2 separate regions of the Rattus norvegicus genome follow, and region 2 is linked to region 1. A link is a contact called in public Hi-C data. All regions are on one chromosome and are shown on one strand. Each heading gives the region's core, a stretch centred on a gene start, on an enhancer-like site or on the middle of the called end of the contact. The rest is flanking DNA. Distances are from core to core; before and after follow the strand shown. Region 1 has its middle 68 kb from the start of Lmntd1. Region 2 has its middle 6.3 kb from the start of Lmntd1.

Region 1 (4,345 bases), core at 1,299-3,798:
ACACTCCCACAGGCCAATCTGATGGGGGCCCTTTCTCAATGGAAACTCCCTTTTTCCAGCATCTCTGTGTCAGGTTGGCAGGTGAGGCTATGACATTAGGTAGTGACACAGAGGCCACAGGAAACCACAGAGTCAGTACCCATCCAGATGTCCCCTCCCCCCATCAGGGCCACCACTGTCCCTCACACGGCTCTGCTGGGAACTCACATGGCCTTGGAGTTCTGAGTCCCTTCGATCTCGTGCCTGACACACAATTCCACTTGCTTTTCCCACTACAGGCAAGGTGAGTCCCTGAAGTGAGCGGTGGTGTCGCAATGGAAGGCAACAACAGCTCACGACTCCCTACGGTTCAGGGCATCAGAGCAACCTAGCAGTGGCTGCTTCTTTTTCCATACGCCTGGACTGTCCTCTCTGCCACTGAACTCTATTTCCTCAAGCTGCTACTGGATCTGTGACTGTAAGGCCTGCTATGGCCTTCCAGGACTGACCAGCAGCTGACCTAGTGACAGGATGCCATTAGCCTCCCTACACTGACATTGGAGCCAATCCCAAGTCTCCACGAGGCTGTCTGTTCCCTCCTATGCCACCACACCTGTTAGTAGCCAGAACCCTCCTCTCAGCTGAGGATGGCAAGGTAGATGAAATAGGCTGATATTTGTATGGGAGTAAGCCATCACTGTAAGAAACAAGGGTCAATGAATATTTGGGGCTAAAGGCAAAACTATTTTAAGCACCATGGGCCATATGTCTATCACCCACCCAGCATTAAAATCACAAAGTGAAGCTGAGTCTATGGGGCATCCCAAGCCAGCCGCAGACTTGATTTCATTCCTGTGGGCTTTCGTTCTCCAACCTTTGATGAGAGGTAATGGGGGAAGATCTGTGGGAGGCTGGAAAAGGCTCCAGAATCCATCCAGGTTTGACTGGAAGCGTCTTTGACCAGGGCTTGACTGCAAGTAAAACACAGCGTGAGGGAAGTTTCTGGAACGTCCTTGACTGTGTATGAAGGACTGAGGAAGGCTGTCAGGAGGCCGTCTGGGAGTGCTGTTGGGTTTACAGCTCTGGGGAACAGGATTGTGTCTCCAGCACATTCTTTGGTAGGAGGATCTTTTCAAACGCGTGTCCACCTACCTTCCTCAGAGCAGGGCTTCGTCAATGTTTTCTGCCTGTGACCCTTTCTTGTCAGAGGAACTTAAGCCGCCCTGGGTGTATAAGTAGGTAAAACAGGAATATAAATCAAATGCTCACTTATAGTAAGTCGTCAGATTTTGGAGACAGTTCTTTGAATCATATATAATTTTACCATTCATTACAGACAGAATCGTTTGCGCATTACTGGAGTGGATGTGCTGTTTGTTTAGTTTAATACAGTTTGATACGCTCCGAGGTAGGAAGCCTGAGAAGTCTTTTTTTCCATAATTAGACTCTTGTGCTTCCATAAGAGAAAGCTTCATACAGACAGTCGAACACGACGGTTTGTAACATATGATAGTTTTAAACCTGAGATGGGTCCTTGGCGAGGTGTCCGTTAGCCGTGTGGTGTGTGGCACAAAGCGCCGCTGTTGTGTGTTAACTGGGTCTGTGGAGGCTGACTGAGCGGCTGCTGAGACTCAAGGACTGTGGGGGAGTTGGAATGTTGCAGGTCTGGAACCTAATTACATTTATCTTAGGTGACCTTTAGCCTGCAAAGTAGCCATTCACCCCTCCCCCGCTAATGTCCTGATTACATACAAATCAAATCCTTCAGGAATGTATTCACTTAGCAAACTCCCAATTTTCTTCCAATGAAACAGCCCGGGGTGGTCAGAGAGCAGCTAAGCCTAAAGCTGAGACTTCTGTGCTTCCTCATGACCGCCTACGTAGTGTATTTAGGGTGTCTCCATGAAATTCCTTTTGCATTGGGACATTGGATTTGGGGGTTGTCTAAATCGTTTCCAGGCCATGGCCACACAGATTTGGCTCTAGGATAAACTACCTCTTGTTCTCTTTGAGGTGAGAGCTGTGCGGACAGCACTAAGGCCTTAATGAAGGTTCTCCGTACAGCACACGTGAGTTTTGTCAGAAACACCTCAGCTCCGTTCCGTGTTGGATTGCGGGTTAATTTCCGCCTGTGTCAAAACTTCTCCCTGATGCTGACTTTTCTTCAGCTCAATTCTGGGGAGTCAAGGCCTGCAGCTCTCAGACGTCTGGCTTAGAGGCCAGATGTCCTTGGAGAGTGCATTTATACTCACGTTCATGTGTTGCTATTAAAAAAAAAATTCTCCTCTGACTTATATACAGCAACATTATCATTTTCTGTTAAAATTGTCCATCTGTCCATCCTAGGTTCTGGGTTCTTTTGAGGCCGGTGAAGCCCTTCGAGTACATGTTGATAACCAGACCATAGATCTATCAGTGGAACGCCCCCGCCGTCTCAAAGCGGCCCACCCTACCCTGCACATAATCAGTTTCAAGTCCGTCTGTAACTTCACTTCCTCCTTCAGGCAAGTACGGCTGTAACTCATTAAAAACTCCGGGACTTGCATCAGCCAGCAGGAACGCCGACCAACCGCACGCTTTTAAACTGATGTTTTCATTAGTCCTGCAAGCACCGGGCTGGCAGGCCTGTCTGCACTCTGTGTCTGGCCACGCCACCCTGATCAAACCTGGCCTCATTCTGCATCCTCTTTCAAATCACAGGGCTGGATAGAAGAGGTGAACCTCGTTGGTTACATTCTGGAATTCACTGCTAGGCTTGATCACGCCTAACTCTTAAATCTCTCATTATGGACTAAGAATTCAACGGATCTTCTTTCTTCCACAAAGTCTCACAAAGTCTCCCAGTCAGCCTGTGACAGAGAAGCATTTCCTTCTCTTGGCCATTGATTCACAGAGCACCAGGTGTGTTTAGAGCCAGAGGGGCATGGGTTCTGTGGATAGGATCTCTTTAAAAAAAATGGCGACCATTTTTTCATCTTTTAAAAAAGGTTTTTATTATTTGTGTATGCGTGCGTGCATGTGTGTGTGGGTGCGTGTGTGTACGCGTGTGCACGTTCAGATGTCAGCAGAAGCCAGAAGGTGTCAGGTCCCTTGGAGCTGGAGTTACGGGAGGCCGTACGCTGCCTCAGTGGCTGCTGGGATCTGACAGTGCAAGAGTTTGATATTGCCAAGCTGCCTTTCCGGCCCTCACCCCACAGTGGGGAGAGTTGTAAAAGGGCCGCCATTGACTAAAGAGGTGTGCGCTTGCTTTTCTGTGGAACGCTTTTCTGGATCACTCTGGTAGGGAAGACTCCGGGCTCCATAGTCTTCAGGGCCTCGTCCTTTCACCTGGAGAGGCCTGGGCTCTGCAGATTTTTAAAGTGTGTATTGGAGAGTCTAGTTATTCCTTGGTCCCTGTAATTAAGCCATTTTTTCCCCTCACAGTACCAACAGCAATTAGCTTTAAATGTTTTGTCCTTCCCCATTAAGTAGTTAGTCCACTCCGGTTACCCCAGCCTTCCTGTACAAACTCTCCCACTGTGTGGAGATGACATATGGAGGCACGCTCTTTCCCGGTTCCAAATCTCTGTCAGCCCTGTTCCCTAGAGAGGCAGGCAGGAAGGCAGACACGTGAGAGGGCATTTCATGGGGGAGTTGGTTTACACAACCACTGAGGCTGAGAGGTCCCACAACAGCTGTCTGCACTCTGGGAATCCCCCAGAGATGCACATAGCATGGCTCAGTGCAAGCATAAGGCCCTAGAACCAGTGATGTCATGAGGGTCTGCTGTTTGCCGAAGAATGATACCCCAGAATGAAATAGCATGCAAAAGTAAGGGACGTTTTATTCTGCAGAAGACCAGCGTGCAGGGGGGGGTCCCTCATTCTAAAATGGAGAGACATCAAATGAGCCCACAGGAACGTTAGGGGATTCTGGGGTAGGTGACCTTTATCTTAGTCAGTCTCTAAGGGCATTTCATTACTGGGAGATGGGGGCTGGAACCTGTTACTGGGAAGGTCTGGAAACTTGCTGACCTGTTGTTCTTGCTTTGAGCTAGCTGGACTGAATAGCTGCCTGAAGCCTGGGGTTTTAAATTTTTTTTTTTTAATCCAAGCCTGGACTTGCCCAGTTCTTAGGTCTAGTCTCATAGGCTGCCAATTTGAAACCTGTCATGGTGTCAGCCTGGCCTCCTCAGTGTAAGGCTATACCTTGAAGCTCAAGGCTTCATACCCAGTGGACACTGGTAGAAATTCAAGAGTCTAGGGGCAGAGGTTCTGATGTCCGAACAGCAGGAAAACACCACCATTACCCCATATTATTACGCTCATATTGCCTTAAGGATCTCTCATTCCCAGAATGATTTCAGATCTCTCTCCCTGACTATGCC
Region 2 (4,345 bases), core at 1,242-3,741, 74 kb after region 1:
TATATGTTTTCCTATGTGGAGGCCAGTGGTCAACCTCAAGGGTCATTCACCCACATTTTTGTGAGAACCTGCATCTCCATGCTGGGAGTACAATGTGTGTCAACACAGCCAGCTTCTTCCTTGTGATCTGGGGCCCACACTCAGCTCTCCAGCAAGTACTGAGTCATCTCCCTGCTCTGTGTGATGCGCCACCGTTTTATCATCTGCTTAGAAAGAAGGCCTCAAAGGGGAAGTTAACAAAGGACTTTGACATAAATCCCGAGCCCGTGACCCCCCTCGAGAGACGTTTCCAGATATTTGGAGCCTCGGGCCATTGTTCAGACAGTCATGGAGTCTAACCACAGCCAGCAGTGTGACGACAGGTGACCAGGAGGAGAATGGACTTCAAAATGGCCTTCCTTCCTGTCGACGACTTTAAAGAACAGTTAGGAGAGAATGCACTCCTGACGCATTTGACCCAGGCCAGCAGTGATGTCGTGAGAAGTGAGGTCAGAAGCCCTGAGCACACAGAGTCATCTCAGAGTGAATGTAACGTGCGGCTTCCATCACGAAGACAGGTCTTAAGCAGCGTAGAGGAGAGGACAGACAGGAGGTAAAAGCAGGGTTCTTCGTGTTCAGGACAGGACAGTCTCTATCAAGAAAGCACAGCTAGGAAGTGACCAGAGTCACTGGTGCCTTTCCTGTCCCACTTTTTCATGACGAGCATGACGGTTTGAGGAGCTAAGTTGGTTGTGGTGACTTGAGAAACTACTTCTCTCCGACCCTTGGGGACTCAACCTTCTGTCTGCTGACCCACGGCTTCTTGCCCTGTTTGTCCACATGCTAAGGTTCTGTTCCTATCTCACAAGGGACAACAGAAAGTGGCTCGTCTGCACTAGCACATGTTTTACACTATGGACACATATGTCCATGCATCCATGTACAAACACACACACACACACACACACACACACACACACACACACACAGACCATATGGGAACACTGATCAAGTGGCTTGACATGACTGAGAATGTGGCATTACCCTAAATGGAAGAACAGTGACATCATAGTGGGGCAGGATAATACAAGTGTGCAGAGGGCAGGTGTGATACAGGTGTGCAGAGGACAGGTGTGAGGGGTGTGCAGAGGGCAAGTGTGATACAGGTGTGCAGAGGGCAGGTGTGATAAAGGTGTGCAGAGGGCATGTGTTATACAGGTGTGCAGAGGGCAGATGTGGAATACACAGAGGGCAGGTGTGGGGGTGTTCACAGGGCATGTGTGATACAGATGTATGATACATGTGTGCAGAAGACAGGTGTGATACAGGTGTGCAGAGGGCAGGTGTGGGAGTGTTCAGAGGGCAGGTGTGATACAGATGTGCAGGGGGCAGATGTGATACAGGTGTGCAGAGGACAGGATGATAAAGGTATGCAGAGGGCAGTGGTAGCCACTGGGCAGAGACAGCAACAGCTCCACATTCCTAAAGGAAGGGACACCAGAAGGTAAGAGGGTGGCCAAGTCAGCTGATGGATGACGTGGTTGTCCTCTCCAGTCTCTAGGAATCCTGGTCAGGACCAGGCAACCAAGGAAAAGTTGGAGGTGTGTTGAGTGTGACTTTAGACCCTGATCTTAAGATATCAAACAGGCGTGCCGATGCAGCCCTGTGCAAATGGGGGAGCTCTGTAATGCTGAACTACTGCTGACTGTAATATATTTCATTTGTGTGCGACTCCGCTTAATGCAGAACCATGCCAGTATGGGGTTGTGTCCCAGGGCCTCTCACTGTGTGAAGCAATGCCACGGTTTGAGACTGACACTGATTCAGACTCTGACAGTTGCCCCTCGTTGCCAGGATCCACGCCTGTGCTGGAGTTATGTAACTGTGTGTGCTGCCTGCTATGTAACCATCACGTGGTCATGGGCTTCACAACTGCAAACCAAGTCTCCAGAGAAATGGCAGACCCGCTTTCATCTTGCTGGTTCGTGGTCCAGTACATCTAAGTCCACATGAGACAACCTCAATCTTGAACACATCACTCACAAAATGTGTGATCTGTGGATTCAGTTGGACAATAACACTTTAGTTCCACTGACGTAACATGGGGAGATCTGCTTGGCCTCCTCTTTCTGACCTTTGGACACACATGAGGCTGATGAGCAGCCCTAAGTCCAGACCAGCCATTCACCCAGGCCCTGGTTTTCATCGCAGAACATTTCTCCCTGGGCTGTGGATTTCCTGTCAAGTACACAGATGCATGGGTACACACATACTCTCGAGTGTGCACACATACATGAGCACAGACAGACACACATGAGCACACATGAGGACACATGAGCACACACACACACACACACACACACAGAGAGAGAGAGAGAGAGAGAGAGAGAGAGAGAGAGAGAGAGAGAGAGAGAGGTAGAATCCAGTGAGCTGACTACCCAGGCTGTGTTTGTTCTCTTACTCATCTTAAGTATTTCCACTTGCCCGTTTGACTTCTCCATCTGGGTGTTCAGCATGACTCGCTGTGCCTCAAACCAATTACCTCACTTTTCAAGCATCCCGAGGACGCTGCTGCCCCTGTCTGCTCACTTAGTAAGAACCAGCCAGGCTTCTCAAGCCAAGAGCTTTGTGTCTGTTTTGACTCTTTCTTCTCCTCCTTGATGATCTCGACCAGCTCCGTGTGCTCTCCAAACAGCCCTTCTTCTGTTTTCTCTTTGCAACAACACCTTTGCAGGCACTTGGTATTTCTCTCCAGACCCTGTCAGGATCCTCTGAGCTTTCCCACCCCAGGGCACATGCCACGATGCAGCCAGCAGAGGGATCTAAAGCATTGACAGAATGGCTCAAGTTCTCTGATGCCCAAAGACTGAGGGAAAACTGCCAGTGTGTCTTCTACGCTTTCTGACCTGGCTGGAGGGCTTCATCCTGACAGGCTGTTACTTCTCAGAGTCCTGTGGTCTAACCACAGCAGGTTAGCAGGACGGTTCTGTGTCAACCTGACAGAAGCTATAGTCATCGGAGAGGAAGGAAGCTCAATTGAGAAAATGTCTGCATGAGATAGGGCTGTAGGCAAGTGGGCAAGCCTGCAGGCATTGTCTTAGTTAGGGTTTCCACGGCTGTGAAGAGACACCATGGCCAAGGCCTCTGTTTGAGGTAGAGTTTCCACTGCTGTGAACAGACACCATTACCACAGCTACTCTTATAAAGGACATTTTTTTAATTGAAAATAGATTTAATTCTTCCATACAATACATCTTATTGGATATTTTTATTTACATTTCAAATGTTATCCCCTTTCCCCCACCCAATCACCCACTCCTTCTAGCCTCCTTGCCCTGACATTCCCCTACACTGGGGGATCCAGCCTTGGAAGGACCAAGGACTTCTCCTCCTATTGGTGCCCAACAAGGCCATGGTCTGCTACATATGCAGCTGGAGCCATAGGTCTGTCCATGTGTAGTCTTTGGTAGTGGTTTAGTCCCTGGGAGCTCTAGTTGGTTGGTGTGGTTGTTCTTATGAGGTTGCAAACCCCTTCAGCTCCTTCAATCCTTTCTCTAACTCCTCCAATAGGAACCCCATTCTCAGTTCAATGGTTGGCTGAGAGCATCTGCCTCTGTATTTGTCATGCTCTGGCAGAGCCTCTCAGGAGACAGCTGTATCAAGTTCCTGTCAGCAAGCACTCCTTGGCATCAGCAATGTTGTCTGGGTTTGGTGGCTGTATGTATATGGACTGGATCCCCAGGTGGGTGGGGCAGGCTATGAATGGCCATTCTTTTAGTCTCTGCTCCATTTAATTGGGGCTGGCTTACAGGTTCAGAGGTTCAGTCCATTATCATCAAGGCCGGAACATTGCAGCAGCCAGGCAGGCATGGCGCAGGAGGAGTTGAGAGTTCTGCATCTTGATCTGACTGCAATCGGGGAGAAAACTGACCTTCCCCATGGGTGGAGCTTCAAAGCCCATCCCCACAGTGATACGCTTCATCCAACAAGGCCACACCTCCTAACAGTGACACTCCTCATGGGCCAAGCATGTTCAAACCACCACAGGTGTTTTCTTAATTAGTCACTGATGTGGGAGGGTCCAGCCCATCGTAGGTGCTGCCATACCTGAGCTGGTCATTCTGGGCTCTATGAAAAGGCAGGCTGAGCTAGCCATGGGGAGCCAGGCAGTGAGCAGCACCCCTCCATGGCCTCTGCAGCAGCTCCTGCCTCTAAGTTCTCGAGCAGTTTGAGTTCCTGCCTGATGTGCTTTGACGATGAAGATGAACTGAGATGTGACGCTTAAGCAGAATGAGGAGTCTCCTCCCCAAGGTGCTTTGCTCAGTGGCGTTTCATCGCAGCAGTAGCAATGTCAATCAAGACAGCA

What was found. A called contact is a pair of places that touch in the nucleus more often than the background predicts.
Region 2: a Hi-C map of liver shows a contact between it and region 1, with 3 times the contacts expected there. The contact joins two enhancer-like sites. A contact is called at or near these places in 7 of 12 Hi-C or Micro-C datasets (the A7r5 cell line, the Rat2 cell line, Schwann cells and 3 more).

What each region holds. Positions count from the first base shown.
Region 1 is chr4:180,057,068-180,061,412 of GRCr8, forward strand. No RefSeq gene overlaps it. Among named protein-coding and RNA genes, the nearest start is that of Lmntd1, 68 kb to the right of the region's middle. Within about 2 kb of position 2,549, at least 6 of the 93 cell types and tissues checked have an H3K27ac peak or open chromatin away from gene starts, as enhancers often do.
Region 2 is chr4:180,131,525-180,135,869 of GRCr8, forward strand. It overlaps a transcript of Lmntd1 not described here. Among named protein-coding and RNA genes, the nearest start is that of Lmntd1, 6.3 kb to the left of the region's middle. Within about 2 kb of position 2,492, at least 17 of the 93 cell types and tissues checked have an H3K27ac peak or open chromatin away from gene starts, as enhancers often do.